Linked DNA regions of Mus musculus: region 1 is linked to region 2. A link is a contact called in public Hi-C data. All regions are on one chromosome and are shown on one strand. Each heading gives the region's core, a stretch centred on a gene start, on an enhancer-like site or on the middle of the called end of the contact. The rest is flanking DNA. Distances are from core to core; before and after follow the strand shown.

Region 1 (6,239 bases), core at 477-2,976, 320 kb before region 2:
GCCAACATCAGCGCACTCCTGGGGTAGTTTTCTTCTGTATGCCTTCCCAGGTTTCTTATACAGAATTAGTACATTTTTATTTCCCCATGGACCTTGGAGGTCAGACATTACACTTTCAGTATGACTATTTCCTGGTAAATACCTGTCACAAGTAGAGTACTTCTATCTGCCTTGAACTGTTGACTATAAAAGTCTTCTGATTTCTCTCTCACTTTTTGACACTTTTGGTTTTCTCATTCTAGTTCATTCTGAAAAAAAAAATATCCATCCTGCCTTTATTTTTGAGACAAAGCCTCATGTATCTTCGGCTAGCCTCTTAGGATATAGAGGTGAGTGAGACCCTGAACTCCTGATCTTCCCACCTCTACCTTCCGAGTGCTGGGACAATTCATGTGTACCATCATCGTGCCTGGCTCTAGTTTACTGGTTCTCAACTTGTGGGTTGTGACTTCCTTGTGGTCCAGTATCAGAAGCCATGCACACCATATATTTATGTCACAATTCATAACACTAACACAATTATAGTTATGAACTAGCAACAGAATCACTTTGTGGTGGTGGTGGTGGTGGATCACCAGAACATTTGGAAGATTGAGAACCACTGGCCTCGTAGATCTAGGAGGCTAACACCGTTTCTGGGCAAATATTGAAGAAAAGACCCTAAAGGGTCATAGGTGAATGCATGGGCAAGGGGAAGGGGAGGCCTGAGGCTAGTGAGCCTAGAAGACTCTGGAACACTATGCCTAGTGACATGCATCTCTTTCTTAAAGATGTTATGCACATGTGTGTATATGTATACATATACGTGCTATATATTATATGTATTATAAACGCAGATGTCTGCTGACTAAAGAGGCCATTGAGGAAGAGTTCCCCGTCTTGCAATCATGCATATGTGTGTATATGTATACATATATGTGCTATATAATATATGTATTATAAATGCAGATGTCTGCTGACTAAAGAGGCCATTGAGGAAGAGTTCCCCATCTTGCAATCATGCATATGTGTGTATATGTATACATATATGTGCTATATAATATATGTATTATAAATGCAGATATCTGCTGACTAAAGAGGCCATTGAGGAAGAGTTCCCCATCTTGTAATCATGCATATGTGTGTATATGTATATACATATATGTGCTATATAATATATGTATTATAAATGCAGATGTTTGCTGACTAAAGGGGCCATTGAGGAAGATTTCCCTCTTTTGCAATCTGCTCCTCTTCTCCCGTCACTTAGAAATTTTCTCAACCACAGTGATCGGCATGTCAGCTGTGATGATTGGCATGTCAGTCAGCTGCGATGCTATGATGCTTGCGAGAACCCAGAATACACGGTGTGAGGAGAGGCCCTTTGCCACGTTTATAATACATACATAATATATACAGGCAGAAAGTTTCAAATGCTCTGGCAGTCGCCACAGAGACAGGTGGCTGCTTTATTGCTACATCCAAATAAATCCAAATAAATCACACCTGTGAGTTCCACCTGAAAGCAACACAACTTAAAAACAATTGGGCGGGAGGGCTTGCTATTACACACGAATTAAATATCCATCTCTCAGTCAGTTTACTAGCACTACAAGGTTGGCAAGAGACTGGCTCAGTGAGAGTGAATCCCAGGGGTGATTTGGTGTCATCAAAACCCACTCAGTCTCATTGCATCAGCTCTGGGCAGACTCCCACAAGCCTGCAGCTGAGGACACTGGAAGACAATAAGCAGTTATTTACTGCTCATGTGCTTATTGGTCAGCTGGAGCTCCCGCCTCGGGTCATGGGGTCTTCCAAGCAACACACAGATGAAAAACCCAGTTGCCAGGACACAGCTCTCGATTTTGCATGTGTTACGCTGACATCTCATGGGTCAAATTAGCCGCGTGGTTACATCCAGTGCTGAGATGATATGGAAGCACACGCCTCCCTCCCACCACCCACCCCATGGAAAGAGGGAGATTGGAAGGAGAGATTAGATCCGAGTCAGTCCGTGGATCTAGGTGTCAAGGTCACTCAGCCTGTAGTCATGGTTATAGAAGATCTGATCTCATGACACCGTTCTAGCTCTCTCTCACACTACTCTTTTCCGTCATGATTAAAAAAAATGTATAAAATCCCTTTTATTTATGTTTGGACACACACACACATGTGGAGGAAGCAGGCTTCGAGGTCTCATACATACTCAAGCTATGTCTAGTGTAACAGTGTTCTGCAGCCTGTAGATCAAGATGTAGAACTCTGAGCTCCTTCTCCAGCACTGTATCTGCCTGCAGGCTGCCATGCTTCCTGCCATAAAGATAATGAACTAAACCTCGGAAACTATAAGCCAACCCCAGTGGAATGTCTTCTTTTATAAGGGTTGCTGTGGTCATTGCTTCTACATGGCAATAAAACCCTAACTGAGACAATATAATATTTTCTACTTCCTTCAATTTTCTTGTAAATTTCATAATGTTGTCTTTTTTATAGTGGAGGAAAATTCCCTTGTGTATACACACCACATTTTTCATTATCTATGCATCAGATGATGGACATTGAAGCTCAATTTCTTAGCTAGTTAATTTCTTTGTGGCCATATAGAATACAAGGAATTATTTCAGTCTTTCTTACTTGCTAAGACTTGGTTTTGCCCTAATATATGACCTATCTTGGAGAAAGTTCCATGGGCTGCTGGAAGAAATGTGTATTCCTCAGTATCTGGATGGAACACTCTGTGAAAATCTGTTAAATTCTTTTTATCTACGAAGTCATTCGATTCAGATATTTCTCTTTTTATACTTGGTCAGGATGACCTGTCAGCTGCCGAGAAGAGCATGAAGGCTACTCATTATTATTGCCCTGAGATTAACATGTGACTCACCTCTAATTTTACTTTGTAAATTAAATTTTATGTGTATGGTTCTTTTGCCAGCATGTATGTCTGTCCATCATGCCTTGTGGGACTGTGAAAGGCAGCCTGTTTTGGTTGAATGAGGCTTGCTCCGGAGACTCAGTAGAAAACTCTACAAGGGACGGAACAGTGAGCCACATTCCCAGAGACAGGTGCCTGACACCACAGAGCCCCAGTTCCATAATTCTGTGACTATCAGTCACGCAGATAAAGCCCCAAGCTCCTGGCATTCCAGCTAGAGTCTACCATCACAGTTACCTGACTATAGCCAGGCGTACTCCTTCCCAGAGTTACCTGGCAACATCAAGGTCACCCAACCCACTATAAGAGGAGCTGCTTGTCCCCCTTCCTCTCTCTTGTCTCTCTCTTGTCCCTGCTTGTCCCCTTCCTCTCTCGTCTCTCTCTTGTCCCTGCTTGTCCCCCTTCCTCTCTCTTGTCCCTGCTTGTCCCTCTCTCTCTTAAGCTCTCACCTTTCTTACTCTCATCTCTAGCTCTCCTTTTCTCCTCCCTTCCCCCCTTCTTTCCACGTGGCTATGGCTGGCCTCTCTCTTCCTTTTACCTTCTCTATTTCTCCCTGCTTTTCTACAATAAAGTTCTAAAATCATAGACCATCTCTTCTCACCAAGGCCCACCGTGATGGGATATGATTTCCCCTAAAGAGCCGCGTCTAAGTTCCCACCAGAAGGCCTTCCTGCACTCCAGCCACTGCCTGGACGAAGGACTCTCACCCTCGTGGGAACCATCTAGTGCCTACTCTCTTCCTGTCCTCTCCTCCCTTCTGCCCTGGGGATGACCAAGCCAATTTGTTCTCAGCTCTTCTTCGGTGTCCAGCGGCATCTGGGATGCCCAAGACTGAGAACCTGTTATTTCTGGCCTCAGTGAGGCCCAGAGACATTGGACTGCCCCTTGTCCACCCCCTGGTGGCCAGCCTGGTCTACAGAGTAAGACCAGGGTTCCATGGCTTCCCACAGCCAGACACCCACAAGGGGCTGCGTGGAAAGCGTGCAGAAATCCTCCTGTGTCTGCCTGCCCAGAGCACCAGAACTCTGGTGGGAGCGGGTTTTCTCCCACTCCCTTTATTCCCCCAAGCCCACTGCCCTATAATGCCTAGTGCCAGGGCATATGAGAAGAGGGCATCAGATCTCCTGGGACTGGAGTTATAGTTTTAAGCTTCCTCTTTTTCAGGCAGGGTCTTATTCTGTAGACCAGGCTGGCCTAGAACTCCGGGACCTGCCTGCCTCTGCAGTCTTGGGATAAGAGGCATGCACCACCACTCTTCTTATGTGTGTCCCATGACTTGTCTCCCATTGTGCTTCTACTGTCCATCTGGGTATCACTCCCTAAGGAGAAAGAAAACATATCTGGAGATTGAGGCAGTAGGATTGCTGGGTTAAGGCTTGCCTGGGTCACAGACTGACTTCAGGGTCAGGCTGGACAACTGAGAGAGACCTATCTCAAAATAAAAAAATAAACTAATTCGGTAGTGTTGTACTTGGCCTAGCTGCCTGTGATCTGTAGGCCTCTTTGTCCCCCTACACTGTGTCCTGCACCATTGTTAAACCATAGTTAATGAGTGGCTCTAAGTGGCAGAATTTCATTGACTACCTTCCCCTTTCCCCCAGGTGAGGCAACTCAAAGGAATTATGTGGCAGTAATAGCTATAGAACTCATAGCACACATCTAAAAGGATGCACACTCATCTCCATATCTGGAGTGCTAGGGATAAGAACATCCAAGATGCAAACGGCACCTGCCCTGTTGGAAATACAAATTCGGGACTATGTGGGTCTGTGTGAACTTCAGGAGTCTGGGTTTCAGGTGCCTGGTCCGCAGCCTGCACACTTCACACGGATAAAGGCTGAACTCCATCCGTCTCAGTCATCTTCACTCACCTTCTGTGAGGAACTAATATTCAGGTAGTTCTAGAAGTATTTCCAACATGCCACACTCACTGCATGTTTCCTAGGCTCAGCCGTCTTTCTCTCACGTTCTCCTCACTCAGGCTTCGGCTTCAGGTTTATGAAGTGGATTATAATTATATTACATTATATTAGGAGCCTGCTCATTATTTCCCCAACTTTAAGTCAATTAGCCACATGTTACAAGTAACCAATACAATGGCTGTCAAATGCTAGCATTTACCAAGAAGAAAAACGATAGTGGGGCCAAATCTAACTACACACACACACACACACACACACACACACACACACAGAGGAGTGGGGGACAGAGACATACATACATTCATACATACATACATTCATACATACACACATTCATGCATACATACATTCATACATACATACATACTGAAGTAAAGGGAACTCCCAATTTTTCATTCATCAGAATTGCATCTATCAGTAACCGCTGTGGAAACCTCTGGAGACAGCCTTTCTTTCATGCACAAGGGATAAAACACTGAGGTCACAGAGCCAAGGTTCTAGAAGATGAAATGAGTAAATACGCAGTTCTGTTTGCATTTTCCATCTCCACAATGAGGAGAAATCGATAGGTTTACAGAATATGGTAATTGTTCTGCTAAGTAAAGGTTTCCTGAAGAGAAGTCTTTCTACCACAGGGGAGCCGATGATTCGCAATAAGTGACTTATTCTTCAGGGAGTTTTCCATGCTTAATTAAGGTTACGCTGGGCCAGCACCACAGTGGGAAAGCATGAGAAGGCCACTGCCAAATTCATCGTACCTCAAAACGGCAGAATGAAATTGAAGCGCTTGAAATTCAAAGCTGGGTTCTTTCAGAGCTTCTCTTTTCTACGGCAGGCTGATTTGTTAGAGGAAGGGGGTCGGACGACCTGCGGGCTAATAACATTTTTTAAAAAATGGTTCAAAGAAAACGAGCACCGAAGCATGTGGTTCTTGAGTAAAACCTCACATAATTAGGTGGGCCTGTGAGGAAGGGACTGCTTTATTAATTTTCAGCTGGCCCACTCATTCACGCTCTTCTCCATAGAAGAAGGAACTGGGTTATAATATGGCCACTCTCCATTTAAAATGGCACTTATTCAGCATTAGCTTTGACTCCTGTGTTCACTTCTCCACAGAAAAGCTCTCTTACACATCCAGCTCATTTCCCCATGCGTTCTTCAGCGAATGTTACTTCATGGTGGGCTTGAAGGCTTTGTACTATGATGTAAGTGTGTCAAACTCTGTCCATTCAAATGGTCTTCCCTAGGAGGCTTCTCTAGTCTGAAAAGTCCCTTCATCAGGAAACCCTCTATCTAGTGCTTAGCTTATTTTAAAATGCTGTTCTATCTGGCATCAAGAAATAGGCCATTTCCTCAACTGGTAGATTTGTCTTAGGGTTTCATTGCCGTGAAGAGACACCACG
Region 2 (6,694 bases), core at 3,061-5,560:
ATAAATACTTTAAATAAGCAGCGCTTTTCATATCTGCTCACTAATGAAATTTTAATTAACTATAGAACCAATTATAAGATTCGGTAGGAAATGTTGCTAGATTAATTTTTAAAATGGAAATTAAACCACTCAAGTCATTTTTCTGCTTGGTTTTCTGTAGAAAGCTGTCCTGTTCTTTTTCCTTAATGGTTTCCCATCATTAATGTGAATAATGTATACTCTTCTTCAATAGTCTGCACAGTCAAATTCCTTCTTCTTATTTATTTCATGTATATAAAGTTTCATATATATATGTATGATAGTTTGGAAAGTATAAAGTTATGTGCTACCTAATTTAGATAAATTGTTAGCCAAAAAGAGGCCCCTTTCTATTCTACATGCACAAAACATTTTAAATGTCTTTATATGCCAGTTACTTAAATAGGCTAGACTCTAAAACACAGACATTTGCCTGAAATTTTTTATTAAAATCTCTTTTATTTTCTCATAAAGAAAGCTAAGCAATCAACAGGCACTACTTAAATGCTTTAAAAAATAAAGTTTGCCTCCAGAGCTTCATTATGGCATGTTCATAAACATGGGTCATCATACTTTGTTCTGATTATTCTCAGCCCCCTCTTGATGGTCTCATTTGTCCCTCACCTTCTATTTTACATGTGGTGTGTGTGTATGTGTGAGTATATGTGTGTGTGTATGCGTGTGTGTATGTATGTGAGTATATGTGTGTGTATGTATGTGTGGGTGTATGTGTGTACATGTGTATGTATGTGTGGGTATGTATATATGTGTGTGTATGTATGTGTGTGCATGTATATATGTGTGCATGTATGTGTGTGCATGTGTATGTATGTGTGTGTATATATATGTGTGTGTGTGTGTATGTGTGTGCATGTGTATGTGTGTGTGTGTGCGCACACATGTGTTTGTGTAGTTCCTCAGGGTCTGTATCCTCTGCCCCATTTTGAGATCGGTTCTCTCACTGGTCTGAGGTGAGTTCCAGGGATTCCCCTTCCTGCTTCCTCAGTGCTGGGATTACAGGCATGCTCTTGTACTGTTCCAATAGACAGGACACAGTCTTCCCTGATGCGAATTCAAATGTTTGAACAGTGATGAATGCTCCTGCTGCTGAGTTCCGTAACCTTTCCTACCCCTTCCCTTCCTCCTTCCTCTCCTCCCAACCTACTTCACCCCATCCCATGCCATCCATCCCATCCCACCCTTTTCCATCCCCACATCTCTCTGCTAGAAGATTAGCTCTCAGGGACAGATTTCTCACCTTATAGAAGGCAGACAGCATCAGTGTTCAGACTGAATGAGAATTATGTTTGGGTCTTATGATGAAAAGTAAAAGATAACTCTTAGAGGCCTGGTTTCTATATACTGTACTTTTCCTGTGTCCTGTCTGCAGAGAACAGCTCACACTGTTCGAGAAAGGTCTCTGTTGCAACCATCCTTTTCACAGCCTCACCTCCCACCACTCTGCTTACTAAGGGATGTTTCCTCAGGCTATGAAGAGTTCCAGGTCCCAAGAATACCTGAGTGCTGTCAGTGCTCTGAACTTGGCCATGCCCACTGCTTGGAGTACACCCTTCTAAGAGAGTATGACGGGCCTGCTGGCACACGCCTCTAGTCCCAGCACTAGGGAGGTGGAAGCAGGAGGATGTCTGGGAATTTGAGGTCAGCCTGGTGCCTGCACAGTGAGTTCCAGCTCAGGCAAGGCTCCTTAGTGAGGCCCCGTCTCAAAACAAAACACAAATGACAACAGCAAAATAAGATTTCAGAGGGGAAGGGAGGGGAGGAGCATGGGGAGGAAGGAGAAGGGAGAACCTTAAGAGCAAAGATTTCCAGTAAAAACTAAGGGCTTCTTGTCAGTAATTTCCAAGGCATTCACAAATACGTTCACTGCTCAAGATGGAGAGTCAACAACTGAACCCAGGATTTCACTCCCTGTCTATCAAACACTTCATTTACATGGTACTGAAATTGGGACTATTAAGGTTTTGAAGGTTGCTGCCAATAAACTGTGGGTAAACATCTCATTTCTCTCAGATGGGAGCTTATCTTTTACTCAAATAAACTTACTTCTGAGCCGTTCCATAAGGTATTTAGTCTCTCTTTCTCTGCTTGTTAGTTTTGAGGCAGAGTCTTACTCTACATTCCAGGCTGCCCTGAGGACTCATGGTGATCCCCCTGCCTCAGCCTCCCCAGTCCTGGGATTCCAGGCTGCAGCTTCTATGTCCTACTTCAAAATATATTTACTCTGTTTTTATTAATCTATAAAATATTTAATGTTTCTACTTCAGCTAGCAAAAATATGCTTACTTTTAGATGAAATAATTTTCATGCAGTTCATGTAATTTCTGTCATAAATGGCAAGGAAACTTTGGCTCTGGGTCTATTGCTGAGTTATACAAGACAAATGAACTCCAAAGGACCATTAACAATTGAGACTATTCTCATGTCACCAATTGCTCTTAAACCAAACTGTCCATCATAGTCAATCATGTATTTTTTTGCATAGTTCTTACAAACTTTGGATAAATCATGTTATATTCGATATGAAAATGTTGTCTTCGTGGCTCCTCGTGAATATTAAAGAATCTGATTTTCTCACAACGATTTTTATATTTCTTGTTTGGTTGAGACAGTGTCTCCCATTCACCTTAAACTCTCTTTGTAGTAAAATATGACATTGGGCTTCTCACTCCCCTGTCCTTATCTGGTGAGTGAAGTTTTGTATTGGGATGAAGATTGACCCACTGGGCTTTGTGCGAGATACCCAAGTACTCTATTATCTGAGCAGCCCTGAATTTTATATTTCGAAAAGTATGCATAAATAAACACTTATTGGATGCAAAATTAAGCCTTGCCACCTCCCTCTAACCCCCATATTTAGCTGTTGGCTTAATAATATGGTTTGGTTTTGCACAGTAAAGGTGCTTAGTAAAATTTCCACTATTGAACAAGCTGATCCCACTGTTCTTGGATCTTGATGTGTTTCAAAAATATAGTAAATGCATTATTATAGTACCTCCTTCATGGTCAGCTTGTATTGGATTAAATAAGACAGGAGTGAATGAGTTACAGGCATGAGTCTGGGCATGAAAGAGTCCTGATTTTTTTCCGTGCTCTAAACTTAGAATATTGATTTTAACAATAGGATAAGAGTACCTTGTACAACGAGGCAACTTTGAATTTTTTTTTTTTTTTGTGTGTGTGTGGTCAATACAATAGAAGGGCCCTAAAAAGTTGTCATTTAACATTATTTTAGAAATAATTTTGGGGGCTAATGTGTGTGTGTGTGCCTGTAAAATAAAATCAGGGGTTGGAAAGATGGCTCAACAGACAACAAAGAGCTTGCTGCTAAACCTGACACCCAGAATATGATTCCTGGAACTTCGGGGTGAAAGGAGAATCACCTGCTTCCAGTTGCCCGTTGACCTCCACACATGTGCGGTTGCTTGGCATGAATGTACTCCCCCCTCTCCCACAGTCACACAGTAAAAGATTGCAATAAAAATTTTAAATGTTTAATAGGATTTAAAGAGCCGAGTGACATTATCATAAGAAAAGTCCTCCTTTCTATTCACTACAGTGTGTGCTTGCTTTAATATGCACTGTGCTCTCCTGGCAAATCCTTAAAATCCCCAAATTCTACAGAACTCTTTAAACTTTTAAAGACAAATCTTGTAGCCCCGCACGTCGGTGCGTGTCCGTAATCCCAGCACCTGGGAAAGAGACTGGAGTGTCAATATTGAGTTAAAAATGTACTAGCGGACATACAGTTTTTCTGATTTTTTTTTTCTGAGGATTTTAAGGATTTGTCAGCCAAAGGTTTCCACTGTAGGGTACAGTGTTCTTTTCAGTGACACCTTTAATATTTACTTTCTTCCTCCCTTACAGGACCTGTTCGCTGCTAGTGGCCAAGTCACTTAGTCTTCAAGAAGGGCTGGGATGAAGGCAGGAACACCACAGCATTAAAGATCAAAAGCTAACTTCAATATGCAAGGTTCTCAGCTTTGCTGTCCCCCCTGAAGTCTCTTGAGCTTTGGCCCCAGCCAGAGCTCTGTGTCCAGAACAGCAAGCTGCTCTGTGTTTTTGGTGAATCTGACCCTTTGTACCTGGTGTCTCCGTACAGTATGTTTCTGTAGTTATGTCTGTGGACTATTAAAGGAACAAACCAGAACAAGCAACGAATGGGAAATTTCCAGAATATTGTAATAAAGTGAGCTGTCCAGAGCTGAGGGGCAGAGTGTTCGGGGAGGGAGGCTTTGCCTTAGACTTGATAGGGAAGAGCACACAAGCCACATCCAGATGGTTTGCCAGCGGTGTCTGTTTATGTCATCAGAGGGGGATCTCAGACAGATGAATAAGGAACGCTCAGTCCTGTGTCATGTTGGTCGTCTTTAGGGCGCAGGGATACACAATTTAGTTTGTCATGTAGGAGATAAAGAATGGGCATTCTTAAGGTTAGTGTCTGGCCTTGTAACCCATAAATGAAGGGCTTGTCTATGTCTGGGGAGAGTGAGGGGAAAGAGTCGAACTCTCTATCTTATTGAACTCAAAGCTTCTTTAGTTGTGGGTCATAACCCTGACTGGGGTTGTGTAACTGAATGTAAGAGCTATAAAAATCTGGCAAGTGTAAAGGGTTTCTGGAGGCACAGAGCCCCCTAAATTAATTCAAAATAAAACACACAAAAGTTGAGTTGTCTTTGGTAGTTACTGTTCACATTGCATCATGGGGAATCAATGCAGCCTCAGGTCTGAGAACGCATGTGCAGCCTCAGATCTGAACACGTATGTGCACTTTGCACTCTGCGCACATCACACCCCACGACACCATCACAAGCTGCCCGAAATGCAGCTCAGAATGGAGATCGTTGCATGCCAGGAAGCACAGTGTTGCCATTGTACATCTAAAGGTTTCTATACTGCCATAAAGTGATGTCATTATGGATAACAAAGACTTTTAATATCTTGCTACTATCAGTCCTTGGCATGCATTAGCATATTGCTGTGCTGTACTGTGTTTGCTAAACAATCCCTACCATCTCATCAGGATGCAAATTGATTTTAATCTTTAATAAATGATTGAATCATATGTACACTAAAGAATCGCTTTAAAATAAATTTGTGATTGGCCATCAGTCAATATTTTGTTTGTACGTTGTGCCCCTGTAAACCTGAGGTCGTGTAAAAGTTTCTCGGGTGGAGAGAAGTCATGATGGACAAGCTTTAAGACGTCTTGATGGCTCCAGTGCTGCAGCAGCGTGGCCGCCCCCCTTTCACCCGGCTGAAGAGCTGGTACATCTGGGTGAAGTTGGGTAGCCTGTTCTCACCCAGCAGGAGCTCCAGCCCTTTCTGCAGAACTGCTGTCAAATGTTCTCCTAAAAGCTGTTTCTCCACACAGGCAGCCAAAGGTTTTTGTGTGCTGTGGTCTAAGAAGGTGATCACTCGGTCTGCTTCCTCTTCTAGACGTTTCCTCACATGGCTAAGGTATTCTAGAACCTCCCTGTCCTGCATCAGCCTCTGACCTTCAGCAGCATAGACAGTCTCTTCCTAGAACTTCAGGTTAAATGAGTCTTTCTGCACCCGGAGATCTGAGAGTGTGCTTAGCAAACTCCAAAGCAGCCTCCTGTCCACAGCCTCTCCACTTTGTTCACGACTTTGGGACAACCATTGTCATCAATCCTGAGAAAGACAAAGACATGGTCCAACACCTGCTGGAATTTGAGGACAAAGTGGACCACATGGTGGAGGTATGCTTCCAGAGGAATGAGTGCTTCATCAACCCGATGAAGGAGTCCTTCGAGATGTTCATCAACAAGAGAACATACAAGCCTGCAGAGCTCATTGCTAGGTGATGAGGGCAACAAAAAAGCAACCGACGAGGAGCCGGAGAGGATCCTGGACAGGATCATGTCTCTATTTTGTTTCATCCATGGTAAAGACGTCTTTGAAACGTTTTATAAGAAAGACATGGCAAAATTGCTGCTGGTCGGGAAGAGAGCGTCGATGGATGCAGAGAAGTCCGTGCTGTCCAAGCTCAAGTGTGGTGAGCTCAGGGTGGGCCGGTCCCCGGGCGGGCACCATGCCAGCTCTATCTCACCCTTTTTTCACATACGCAGAGTGTGGAGCTGCATTTACCAGCAAGCTGGAGGGCATGTCCAAGGACATGGAGCTCTCCAAAGACCTCATGGTTCACTTCAAACAGCATATGCGAACCAAAGTGCACCAGGCCCCATTGACCTCACGGTGAACATACTCACCATGGGCTACTGGGCCACATACACACCCATGAAAGTGCGCCTCCCTCCAGAGATGGTCAGACTTCAGGAAGTATTCAAGATGTTCTACCTGGGCAAGCGCAGTGTCCGGAAGCTGCAATGGCAGACAACACTGGGACATGCCATGTTGAAGGCAGACTTTAAGGAGAGGACAGCGAATTGAGCACACTGCAATCTCTCGACGGTGGTAAAGCACGGGTCCTGATTAAAAGTCCGAAAGGAAAGAAGGTGGAAGATGGAGATAAGTTCATCTTCAATGAAGACTTCAAACACAAGTTGTTCAGAAAAAAGATCAATCAAATCAGGATGAAGAAGACCGTTGAAGAACAGGTTAGCACCACAGAGAGAGTATTCCAGGCTAGGCAGTGCAAGATCGACGCAGTTGTAGTCAGAATAAAGAAAATGCA

Evidence for each region. A called contact is a pair of places that touch in the nucleus more often than the background predicts.
Region 1: a Hi-C map of uterus shows a contact between it and region 2, with 10 times the contacts expected there. The contact joins two enhancer-like sites. A contact is called at or near these places in 5 of 39 promoter capture datasets (the 3T3-L1 cell line, the C10 cell line, cranial neural crest and 2 more), 1 of 484 Hi-C or Micro-C datasets (uterus) and 1 of 9 other capture datasets (adipose tissue).

What each region holds. Positions count from the first base shown.
Region 1 is chr6:140,376,843-140,383,081 of GRCm38.p6, reverse strand. No RefSeq gene overlaps it. Among named protein-coding and RNA genes, the nearest start is that of Plekha5, 44 kb to the left of the region's middle. Within about 2 kb of position 1,726, at least 13 of the 459 cell types and tissues checked have an H3K27ac peak or open chromatin away from gene starts, as enhancers often do. A contact at or near this core is called in uterus, where this site is marked.
Region 2 is chr6:140,056,552-140,063,245 of GRCm38.p6, reverse strand. The region is part of intron 2 of Gm45959 (a long non-coding RNA gene); the gene reads left to right. It also overlaps the pseudogene Gm44156. Among named protein-coding and RNA genes, the nearest start is that of Gm45959, 9.9 kb to the left of the region's middle. Within about 2 kb of position 4,310, at least 4 of the 459 cell types and tissues checked have an H3K27ac peak or open chromatin away from gene starts, as enhancers often do. A contact at or near this core is called in uterus, where this site is marked.